3 separate regions of the Sus scrofa genome follow, and regions 1 and 3 are each linked to region 2. Evidence: chromatin contacts called from public Hi-C data. All regions are on one chromosome and are shown on one strand. Each heading gives the region's core, a stretch centred on a gene start, on an enhancer-like site or on the middle of the called end of the contact. The rest is flanking DNA. Distances are from core to core; before and after follow the strand shown. Region 1 holds the start of DDX54 (ATP-dependent RNA helicase DDX54). Region 2 holds the start of SLC8B1 (sodium/potassium/calcium exchanger 6, mitochondrial). Region 3 holds the start of DTX1 (E3 ubiquitin-protein ligase DTX1).

What was found. A called contact is a pair of places that touch in the nucleus more often than the background predicts.
Region 1: a Hi-C map of embryonic fibroblasts shows a contact between it and region 2, with 3 times the contacts expected there. The contact joins the promoter of DDX54 here to the promoter of SLC8B1 in region 2. A contact is called at or near these places in 2 of 5 promoter capture datasets (fetal skeletal muscle and liver), 27 of 47 Hi-C or Micro-C datasets (adipocytes, adipose tissue, alveolar macrophages and 13 more) and 2 of 2 datasets of contacts at active chromatin or transcription factors (alveolar macrophages and skeletal muscle).
Region 3: a contact with region 2 is called in a Hi-C map of omental adipose tissue, with 4 times the contacts expected there. The contact joins the promoter of DTX1 here to the promoter of SLC8B1 in region 2. A contact is called at or near these places in 2 of 5 promoter capture datasets (fetal skeletal muscle and liver), 24 of 47 Hi-C or Micro-C datasets (alveolar macrophages, blood, brain and 12 more) and 2 of 2 datasets of contacts at active chromatin or transcription factors (alveolar macrophages and skeletal muscle).

The regions. Positions count from the first base shown.
Region 1 is chr14:38,666,625-38,669,712 of Sscrofa11.1, forward strand. It overlaps DDX54 (ATP-dependent RNA helicase DDX54), which reads right to left and starts at 1,642. Exons shown (of 20, transcript XM_021073260.1): 1 at 987-1,642. The coding sequence starts at 1,160. It overlaps RITA1 (RBPJ-interacting and tubulin-associated protein 1), which reads left to right and starts at 1,462. Exons shown (of 4, transcript XM_005670684.3): 1 at 1,462-1,730; 2 at 1,893-2,033; 3 at 2,439-2,804. The coding sequence starts at 2,494.
Region 2 is chr14:38,806,913-38,810,125 of Sscrofa11.1, forward strand. SLC8B1 (sodium/potassium/calcium exchanger 6, mitochondrial) reads right to left here and starts at 1,349. Exons shown (of 17, transcript XM_021073269.1): 1 at 1,149-1,349; 2 at 609-762.
Region 3 is chr14:38,558,376-38,561,222 of Sscrofa11.1, forward strand. DTX1 (E3 ubiquitin-protein ligase DTX1) reads left to right here and starts at 1,330. Exons shown (of 12, transcript XM_021072393.1): 1 at 1,330-1,515; 2 at 2,016-2,847. The coding sequence starts at 2,748.

The DNA.
Region 1 (3,088 bases), core at 392-2,891, 140 kb before region 2:
GTTTTCGAGATGCACATAATCCATTGCTTTCTATGTGTGTGGAAACTGAAGCTCAGAGAGGTTAAGCAACTTCTCCCATATCCTCCAGCCAGTACAAGATTGGGTCAAATTTGAAAATAGGGCTGTGCCTTGGTCCATATTTACAGAGGATCTACTATATGAGGCTCAGGTGGAATAAGGTTCCCATCTGGTCCCTGCCTCCGAGGGTAGAACCCTCTCTACATATAAACGCTTCTCTGTGCCTGGCAGCCGCTACGCACAAGGCTGTGAGAAATACTGGGCTACAGCGCTTTTCCACGTTGGTGTTCACACCTACCGCCGCCCCCCTGCCGCCCCTTGCATACAGTTAACATTCAGTAGAGGAAACAGCACGGGGACTGGAACCATACAGTCCGAGATTTGAATCCTTGCTCTCCCACTCACAAGCCCTGAGATCTTGGTCACGTTCCTTTAACCCCTCTAGGCCTAGGTTTCCTCCTCTGGAAAATCAGGATGGCTACTTAGCTCACCGGGTGGGTGTAAGGATTAAATGATAAGGTTTGTAAAGCTCTTAGCGCCGGAGCCTGGCACATAATAAGCGATCAACAAAAGCAAGTCTAACTTATTATTAGTTTCCAAAAGTTTGGGGGAGCCACGGTCTCAAGCCAAGCGGTGAAGCCTTCTCCTAATTCATCCTCCCAAGAATCCCCCAAACTCTCCAAGTCCGATCTTCAGCATCCGCACTTTCCATTGGATGAGTGGGAATCAGGACCCGTTCCCCGGCTAGGAAGTAGCCAATGAGAAGCAAGAAACTGAGAGCCGGCCCGGAAGGCCCGCAGGCCCCAGCCCCTGGAGCACATGAGCCTCAGGCCGGAGGTCCTGACCCAACCCCAGGCCAGACGACCTCTCCCCACCTTCAGCCGTGCCCACTCCTCAGCTGGGGAAACTCAAGCTGCGAGGCGCTGCACGGAGCCAGCGCTTGGGCTCCGACATATATGCGTTCCTACCTTCTGGGCCCGGGCGTCATCTTGCGCCTGGATCTCAAACTCGCCGTCCTCCGAGTCGCTGCTGCGGGACTGGGAGGCCGCTCCCCGGCGCTTCCGGAGCCCCTTCTTTTTCCTCCATTGGGCCATGGCAGCTCCGGACCGCTGTGCGGCCGCCGGGCGCCTGCCGGCAGCCATGCGGGCCCCGGCGCCGAGAAACAGGAGGGAGCGGAGTCTGCCGGAATGTACCAACGGCGCGTTTGGGGCGGGGGTGGGCCTCTACGCGGCCGCTGCTGCGTTCCCTCCCCTCTCGCAGCCTCCGGATGCTTGACACACAATGCGCGCGCCCACAGTGTCGTCTCACCGGCGTGAGATACCCCTCCCCAAGGCTTTGGGGAACTCCAGGTGGCGTCCGGAACGGGGAGCCCTGACCACCTCGGGAGCGAATGGTTCCGGCCGGCTCGCCGGGGCCTGCGGTTGGAGGGCTGGTGGTTGGTTGCTGTTTGATGCGCGTGCGGACCTGACGTCGCTAGGGCTTGACTTCCCTGGTCCAGTCCGTCGGCGCTTTGCCCGGGCTGTCCGCGCGGTGCCCGGGTCGGGGGCTGGGGGTGGCCTGAGCAGCCGAGGGTCGCGGGCTCCTGAGAGTCGGAGCTGCAGATCTCGGGTGTACCGCGCGCTGCAGGTGCCAGAACGCCCCCGCAAAGGAGTCCAGACTTGGGGGGAGGGGCCATAGAATTGCGGCCGACATCAGCAATACAAAATGCTCAGGTAGGAAAGTAACTCCAGGTTGCCGGCACCTCAGACGTCAGCCGGGATTTTGATTTGGGGATCGGCGAATAACAGACTGGGCGTGATCCTTCAGTAGTACAATAGTTGAGTGCACAAGCTCTAGAATTCTATCAGGTTCAGATTCAACTCCCACTGTTTTAGCTTATAGGTGTGACTGACATTTGTGACTTCAGCTTTTGAAGCCCCAGTTTTGTCATCTGTAGAATGGACGTAATGGAAGCTATGTCACAGGACCGTTGAGAAGATTAAATGAGACAATGCTTATGAAGCACTTTGCAAGAGGTAGGCTTGGGATTATGCTGGTTATTATACCTGCCCCGTAAACATGTACAGCATATAGGGACTTCCCTTGTCTCCCCTTCCTTTGTTTTCTGGTTGGTGCCAAAATGGGCACAAGCCCAATCTCTTCTCCAATCCCCTAGCATTCTGTAAATATTTGTTGAGCACACAGTGTATGCCGGAAGTACATGTTTATTCATGAAATTTTGGCCAGTAGGACCCCCGTCCCTGTCATCCTGACAACTAAAAAAGGGTCAGATTTCCAAAATGTGCCCTGGGATTGGCAGCTCCCCTTTGAGGAGGTCTGGTTAAGGGAGAATGTGACCTTTTTGCCCTGGGGATGGGAATTTATGTGACTGCCAGTCTTTGCTGATGACAGATGGTTGCCACCATGACCGTTTTTCACAGGGAGCCCTGGAGGCAGGGCCTGGAAGGCAGAGCACAACTGCTGTCACCAGAGACCATGGGCAGCATGAAGACCCCAGTTGAGCTGGCCATCAGTGGGATGCAGACCCTCCATGTTCAGCAACGCTGCCGGGGCAACCACCGGGTCAATGTTAGGCCGTCATACGTGGATGAGACTTTGTTTGGCAGTCCTGCAGGCACCCGGCCCACACCACCAGATTTTGACCCACCCTGGATGAAGAAAGCCAACAGAACCAGAGGAGTGGGTACAGGGGCATCACAGGCCTCAGGAGCCAACAGGAGCTGTGAGACCAGCTCTTCCAGGGGTAGCATCCCAACCCCCACACCAAGGAAGAAGAACAAGTACAGGTAACAGGCCAGGGAGATGCCCTGCTGTTCACATGCTGTGTGGCCTTGGGCAAGCACTTTGAATTCTCTGAGCTGCGATTTCCTCACAGTGGAAGGTGGTACCTAGTGGGATTATTGAGAGGATTAAACGAGATGAGACTTTACAGTGCTTGGCACAATAACCTGACAATTAAAAAGCTCTCAATAAATGGTGGTGATGATGGTTGTGATGGTGCAATAACCATCCCCAGATGTCTTAGGCTGGTCTTCTGAGGCCCAGAGGGGTCAGGTGATTTGCCCAAGAT
Region 2 (3,213 bases), core at 99-2,598:
TGGTGTCAACCCATGACTGCAGGACCCAACAGGAAGGCCCTGAAAACTTTTTCAGTTGAAAAACTGTCCTTTCTCCTCCCCTCACCAAAGGAGAGCCAGTGTAGAAACCCATATTCTGGATGGGCCTGACTCAATCAGCATGCAGATTGGCTAGCCCTTCTTCCTGAGCCCCTGGTAGTGTTTCCAAGGAAACCTAGGCCAATAACTCCTCTAATGGGGAAATCAGGTCCTGGGGGAAGTGAATTGCTCAAAGTCACCCAGCGGGTTAGCAGCAGAGTGGGGCTGAACTTTAGCTCTGTCTTTTCCCTCAGCACCAGGGAAAAACCAGCTTTGCTTTTCTTCCAAAGAAATTAAACAGGAAAGAAAAAAAGAGTCCTTGGCACACTAATTTCCTCCTTTTGGCTCTTCCACATGTTGTAGATGAGCATGTTTTGTTTTGGCTTCAAGGAAAACAAAGCCCAGAAAACATTTTGCTTTGGGTTTTTTGTTTGTTTAATTCTTTGCTCACCTGGCAGGGGCAGAAGAGGGGAGGAAGAGGTTGGCGGCGGGGGTGCGGTGGGGATGGAAAAAAGGGGGCGGAAGGACCAGCCCCAGCACTCTCAACTCACCTTTGATAGCCTCCTCCCTCCTGTTGTTCTCCGTAACTGCACCTGGCAGAGACTTGGGGCGAGATACTCCAGCTCCGCAATTCAGTCTCAGCCACTTAAGAGCTGTGCGGCCTTGGAGAGGTCACTTCATTTCTCTGAACCTCTGATTCCTCATCTGTAAAACGAAGACAAATGGTGGCGCGTCGGAGCAAACGCTAAGGGCTCGCGCCTCAGATGTACCCCAACTTGAGGATCAGCACGTGTCTCCTCTCTACCGGCCGGCCGATTTCTTATACTCATTCATGAGGAAGCATTTATGGAGCGCCGCCTGTGCGCCTGTCCGAGGCCAGGTGCTCAGAGGCTCAGAAGATATGCAGACCTGGTAGGAAGAGGCAGAGGTCAGGAAACTCGGGCTTCAATCACTTTTGCCGCTGCACTTTCTAGGTACGAGACCCCGGGAAGGTCAATGTACTCCGTTTCCCAATCTGCGCGGACGTTGAGTTCAACTTCGGGTGCCTGGTCTTCCTGCTGCGCCCAGCTGGGCGGGGAAGCTCCGCTTACCTCGGGCTGGGCCTCGAACCCGCAAACTCCGCACCTCGACCCCGCCGGGCTTCGAGGCCTTTCCAGTCCCAGCGCGCTGGCAGGCGCCGCCCGACCTTCCGCCCTCGACGCGGCAGCAGACCAGAGCTCCCAGCCCGCTGCAGCGTCTGAGTTTGGTTCCGAGGCTCGGCCCTGATTTGGCCCCGGCGAGCCCCGCGCCGGCCACGCCCCTTAACAACCCCGCCCAGACACCACGCCCCCAAGGGCTCGTCCCGCCCCTTCCCTTAAAGGCACAGGCCCCCTGGGAGGTCCTGCGGGTCTTCCCCACTCTCCTCCTCTCAGTGCCCCTTGCCTGTCGGTTCTGCTTTCGCCTCTAAAGCAGACGCTGAGATGAAACCTAATGGTTATAAACGGTAGGAGATCGGAGAGGCTCATTATAAGGTGAAACTAAAGGGCTCTATTCCCAAGGGAGGTGTGGGCACGCTGATGTCAAAATACTTCTGGTGGGAGTTCCCGTCGTGGCGCAGTGGTTAACGAATCCGACTAGGAACCATGAGGTTGAGGGTTCGATCCCTGCCCTTGCTCAGTGGGTTAACGATCCGGCGTTGCCGTGAGCTGTGGTGTAGACCGCAGGCACGGCTCGGATCCCGCAGGCACGGCTCGGATCCCGCATTGTTGTGGCTCTGGCGTAGGCTGACAGCTACAGCTCCGATTCGACCCCTAGCCTGGGAACCTCCATATGCCGTGGGAGTGGCCCAAGAAATGGCAAAAAGACAAAAATAAAATAAAATAAAATAAAATTGACTTTTTTTTTTTTTTTTTTTGCTATTTCTTTGGGCCGTTCCAGCGGCACATGGAGATTCCCAGGCTAGGGGTTGAATCGGAGCTGTAGCCCCTGGCCTACACTAGAGCCACAGCAACGCGGGATCCGAGCCGAGTCTGCAACCTACACCACAGCTCACGGCAACGCCGGATCATTAACCCACTGAGCAAGGGCAGGGACCGAACCCGCAACCTCATGGTTCCTAGTCGGATTCGTTAACCACTGCGCCACGACAGGAACTCCAATGAAATAAAATTGAAAAAAAAATACTTCTGGTAATCAGTGCTAAGAAGTATTTGAGAAGATCCCAGGCAGGGAACGCTCCGTTTTACACACCAATATTTCGGCTGTCCTGCCTGAAATGCCTGTTTGGGAGATCTCCTAATTGGGTTCATTTCCCTCTATTAGGGTGGCTTTTTTTTTTTTTTTTTTCTCTTTTTCCTTTTTTTTCTTTTTCTTTCTATGGCTGTATCCGAGGCATATGGAAGTTCCCAGGTTAGGGGTCCAATCAGAGTGGCAGCTGCCAGCCTACACCACAGCCACAGCCAGGCCAGATTCCAGCTGGGTCTACTTACACTACAACCCACAGCAACGCTGGATCCTTAATCCACTGAGTGCGGCCAGGGATTGAACCTGTGTCCTCAAGGATACCAGTCGGTTTTGTTAATGGCTAGCCACAATGGGAACTCCCTAGTAGTGTGGCTTTTGAAAGAAGAATATGGCAAATAGGTCAAAACAGGGGCATTAGTGATCTACTCGCCCTGATAGATGTAGTCCCCCCTCTCCAGTTTCCCAGCCTCCTGGGCAAGTTCTGATCCTCTCTGTCTTTCCTTCCATTGGGGTGGGGTGTGGCAGGGCACCAAGGCTGGAACTGGGGATGCTGAAACTGAGGGCGGCTCAGCCCTCCCAAGCCGCTCCAACAGCCTTGCTTCCACTTCCACACTTTGCACACATCTAGTCCCGCCGCTTCCCTCTCTCAAAGTGTGTCATCACCTTCAGGACTGAGGTCTAACTGAGCCCAGAGATGGAGGCCCTTCATGTCCAGCCCGAGCCCACTTTTCTGACTTCATCTTTTATCCCCACCTCCACCCTCTCCCACTCTGACCGCAGAAGTGGAGAGGTTACCCCCAGCCACACCTCTCTCCCTCTGAGCCCCCCGCCCCGGATGCCAGCCTTTCCCTTTTCTACCTGACCACCTCCAACTCCTGTGCCAGGCCCACTGCTCATGTGCCAACTCCTCTGGGTGATCTTCCATTGTCCTTG
Region 3 (2,847 bases), core at 80-2,579, 250 kb before region 2:
GTCACATCAAGGTATGTGCAAAGGAACACAGAGGAAGATGGGACAAGTTCAGGGAAGGCTTCCTGGAGGAGGTGACATTTAGTCAGACCTTAAATAGCATTATACAGTCTGGAGTCATGGGTTCTTTCCAACTTGCTGCTAAATTTCCATGTAACTTTGAGCCAGTTTCTTCTCCATCCCGGAATCCTCAGATCCTTGTCTGTAACATAAGGGTGTTACAGCATCAACTCTGAATCTTTGGGGTCACAACCTCCGTGGAGAAGAATCTGCTGAAAGCCAGAGCCCTGCTAAAAAAAAAAGTACAGACATGTAAGTTTGTCTGTAAGGGGAGGGCGGGGCTTCATGGACCCCTGGAAATCCTAGGCTAAATGCCCAGAGCTCAACCATCCTGTTGGAGCAATAGCACTGCAGAGCTGGCCCTGCCCTCCGACAGAGCCGCTCTCTTTAGTCTGCAGCAGGCACAAGCAAACAGAATCACAGCCCAATCTGGAGAGGCCCTTGGGCACTGGGCTGCAGGAGAAAACAGGGGCCTGGAGAAGAGGCAGTCACTCCAGTTAGCTGGGGAATTGAGTTAGGTTCTGGGAAATCTCCCCTGAGCAGTCTGCCCTGACTTTGTCCCGTTCATCACCATCTGCCCTGGAGAGGAAGAGGAGCGTGGGCCGTGCTGGACAGGCTCCAACAGACCGCTGACCCCCATCTGCCGCCCAGGCTGGAGTTCCCGGACACATCCTTCATCCTCCCTAATCTAAACACCCACAGGCTCCGGGTGGTCCATCCCCTTGCCAGATGTTATGCGGTTCTCAGTTGCATCCAGCTTGCCAGGGACAGGAGGGCTGGCCATCCCATTAACACTTGAGCTACTGCCACCACCTGCCTCCCTTTTCATCCAGCCAAACCTCATCTGGCATTTATTGAGCACCTGTTGTTTGCAGCATCCCTGAATGATATGGCGGTGGGCCTACCCTTACCCTCCTCCAAAATCTTTCTTTAAACAATCTCTGGATCTTAGTCATTTGTTCAAGCATTTATTGAGCATCTATTGTGTACAGGCCCTGGACTGGGCAACTGGAATGTAACCCATGACTAAGATTCAAGCTGGCACTCCATGGACACCCCAGTCCATACTTCGCACCATGCTGGGGTCAGGAGGCCTCCTGGGGTCCCAGGTGGGCCTAGCCCAGGATATGGGGCGCCCCGGGGACTCGCGTGTCAGCGTTTAGGGCCGCGGTCTGTCTCCTCCCCTTCCTCCTTCTCCGCCCCCTCCCCCTTCCCTCCCCTGAGCGCGGCCGCGGCCGCCTCCCACCCGCGGGATTCCGGCGTCCGGCAGCAGGCACACGCGTCCGTCGGTCGGCAGGGTAGTAGGTCCGCACGCCGAAAGCCCAGCGCCCTGGTGCGCGGCCTGGGAGAGAAAGGGCGCGGAGGCGGGACCGAGGCTCCCTCCCACTCCGGGGGGAGCCCAGGAGGCGGCCGGGCTGGAGCTTGAGCCGGAGAAGAAGGCAGAGCAGAGGAGAAGCGGTGAGAGCGCGGGGTGCTTGGGGACCCCACCCCCGGCTCCTTTGGGAGGTCCGCGCGCGCTTTGGGGAGGTCTGGGCTGGAGAAGGGGGACTGTTACCCCCAGGGCGGAAGGCATTGACCATCCAGCTCCCGGCTTCGCCTCCTCGGTGACGCGACCCCCGAGGGGCCCTGGGCCGCGCCTGCAGCGCCGCGCATCCTCGCATATCCCCGCGCACCCTGCATCCCTCGGCTGGGCGTGCGGGCCCCGGGGGAGGGGAGCGCTCAGGGAGCTGAGGAGGGGGCGCCGCAGGCGAGGAGGCTCGGAAAATTTCGCCCGCAGCCCCATCCCTCCCTTCAGGCCTGCCCTTAGGGACCGAGACCACGCGACCCCCTTTAGCCCCCCTTGCTCACCCCCCCCATCGGTTCCCCATTGTTCTCAGCCGATTGCTCTCCCGGGAAGGGGGGAGGGGGTGCCGCGCTCTATTCTTAAAGGGCCCTCTCCCCTTCTTGTTTCCTGGCAGGTCGCGAGCACGAGTGGGGTGGGGCGTGCCCACGGGCCCCCGCCCCCCTCGTCCCCTAGCCCAGCTCCGGGAGCCGCTGCCCGGGCCGCCAGGCTGGGGATACGCGCCTCCCCCCTCCCCCGTGCGTTCTTCAGCCACTCAGGCCTTCCAGGACGCTGTGGATCCGGAACAAGGGGGACGGGGACGCCCCCCTTCAACAGAAGCCGTCGGGGGGGGCGGACCCGAGGCAAGGCAAGCAGCCCAACTGGAGCCAGGCTCGGGGTCTGGGACGCAGTTGGGAGCGCAGAGGGCTGGCCGGGCGCTGCAGAGAACAGCAGGCTGGGCCGGGCCTCCTGGGTGACAGGCCCTGCGCGGCCAGGAAGAACGGGAGACCAGCAGGAGAGAGCCCGGACCTAAAGTAGTGGCGTCTGCCTCACTCCCTGATCTGAGCTGGGGACACCAAGGAATTGAGAGCGCCGTTTTCCCCATCAGAAGAAAGACACTTGCTCATCCAGAGAAGCACCTTTATCTGAGACAGCTCTGCCGCCAAGGGGTCCTTGGAGCCTGGAACACCATCCCACACTCCTTTAACTGAGGCCTCTGGGCCTCAGAGAGGGCCAGGAGTTAGAAAGGAGGCCAGACAGTCCTTGCTGTCCTCCCTGGGGAGAGAGGAATTTCCCCACCGGATCCCAGGCCCAAAAGGAGCTGGGCCAGGAATATAGCGGGGTCCTGGCCCCTGAGGCAACAGCGGCCATGTCACAGCCAGGCCAGGGCGTGATGGTGCCGGTGAACGGGCTGGGCTTCCCACCGCAGAATGTGGCCCGGGTGGTGGTGTGGGAGTGGCTGAATGAGC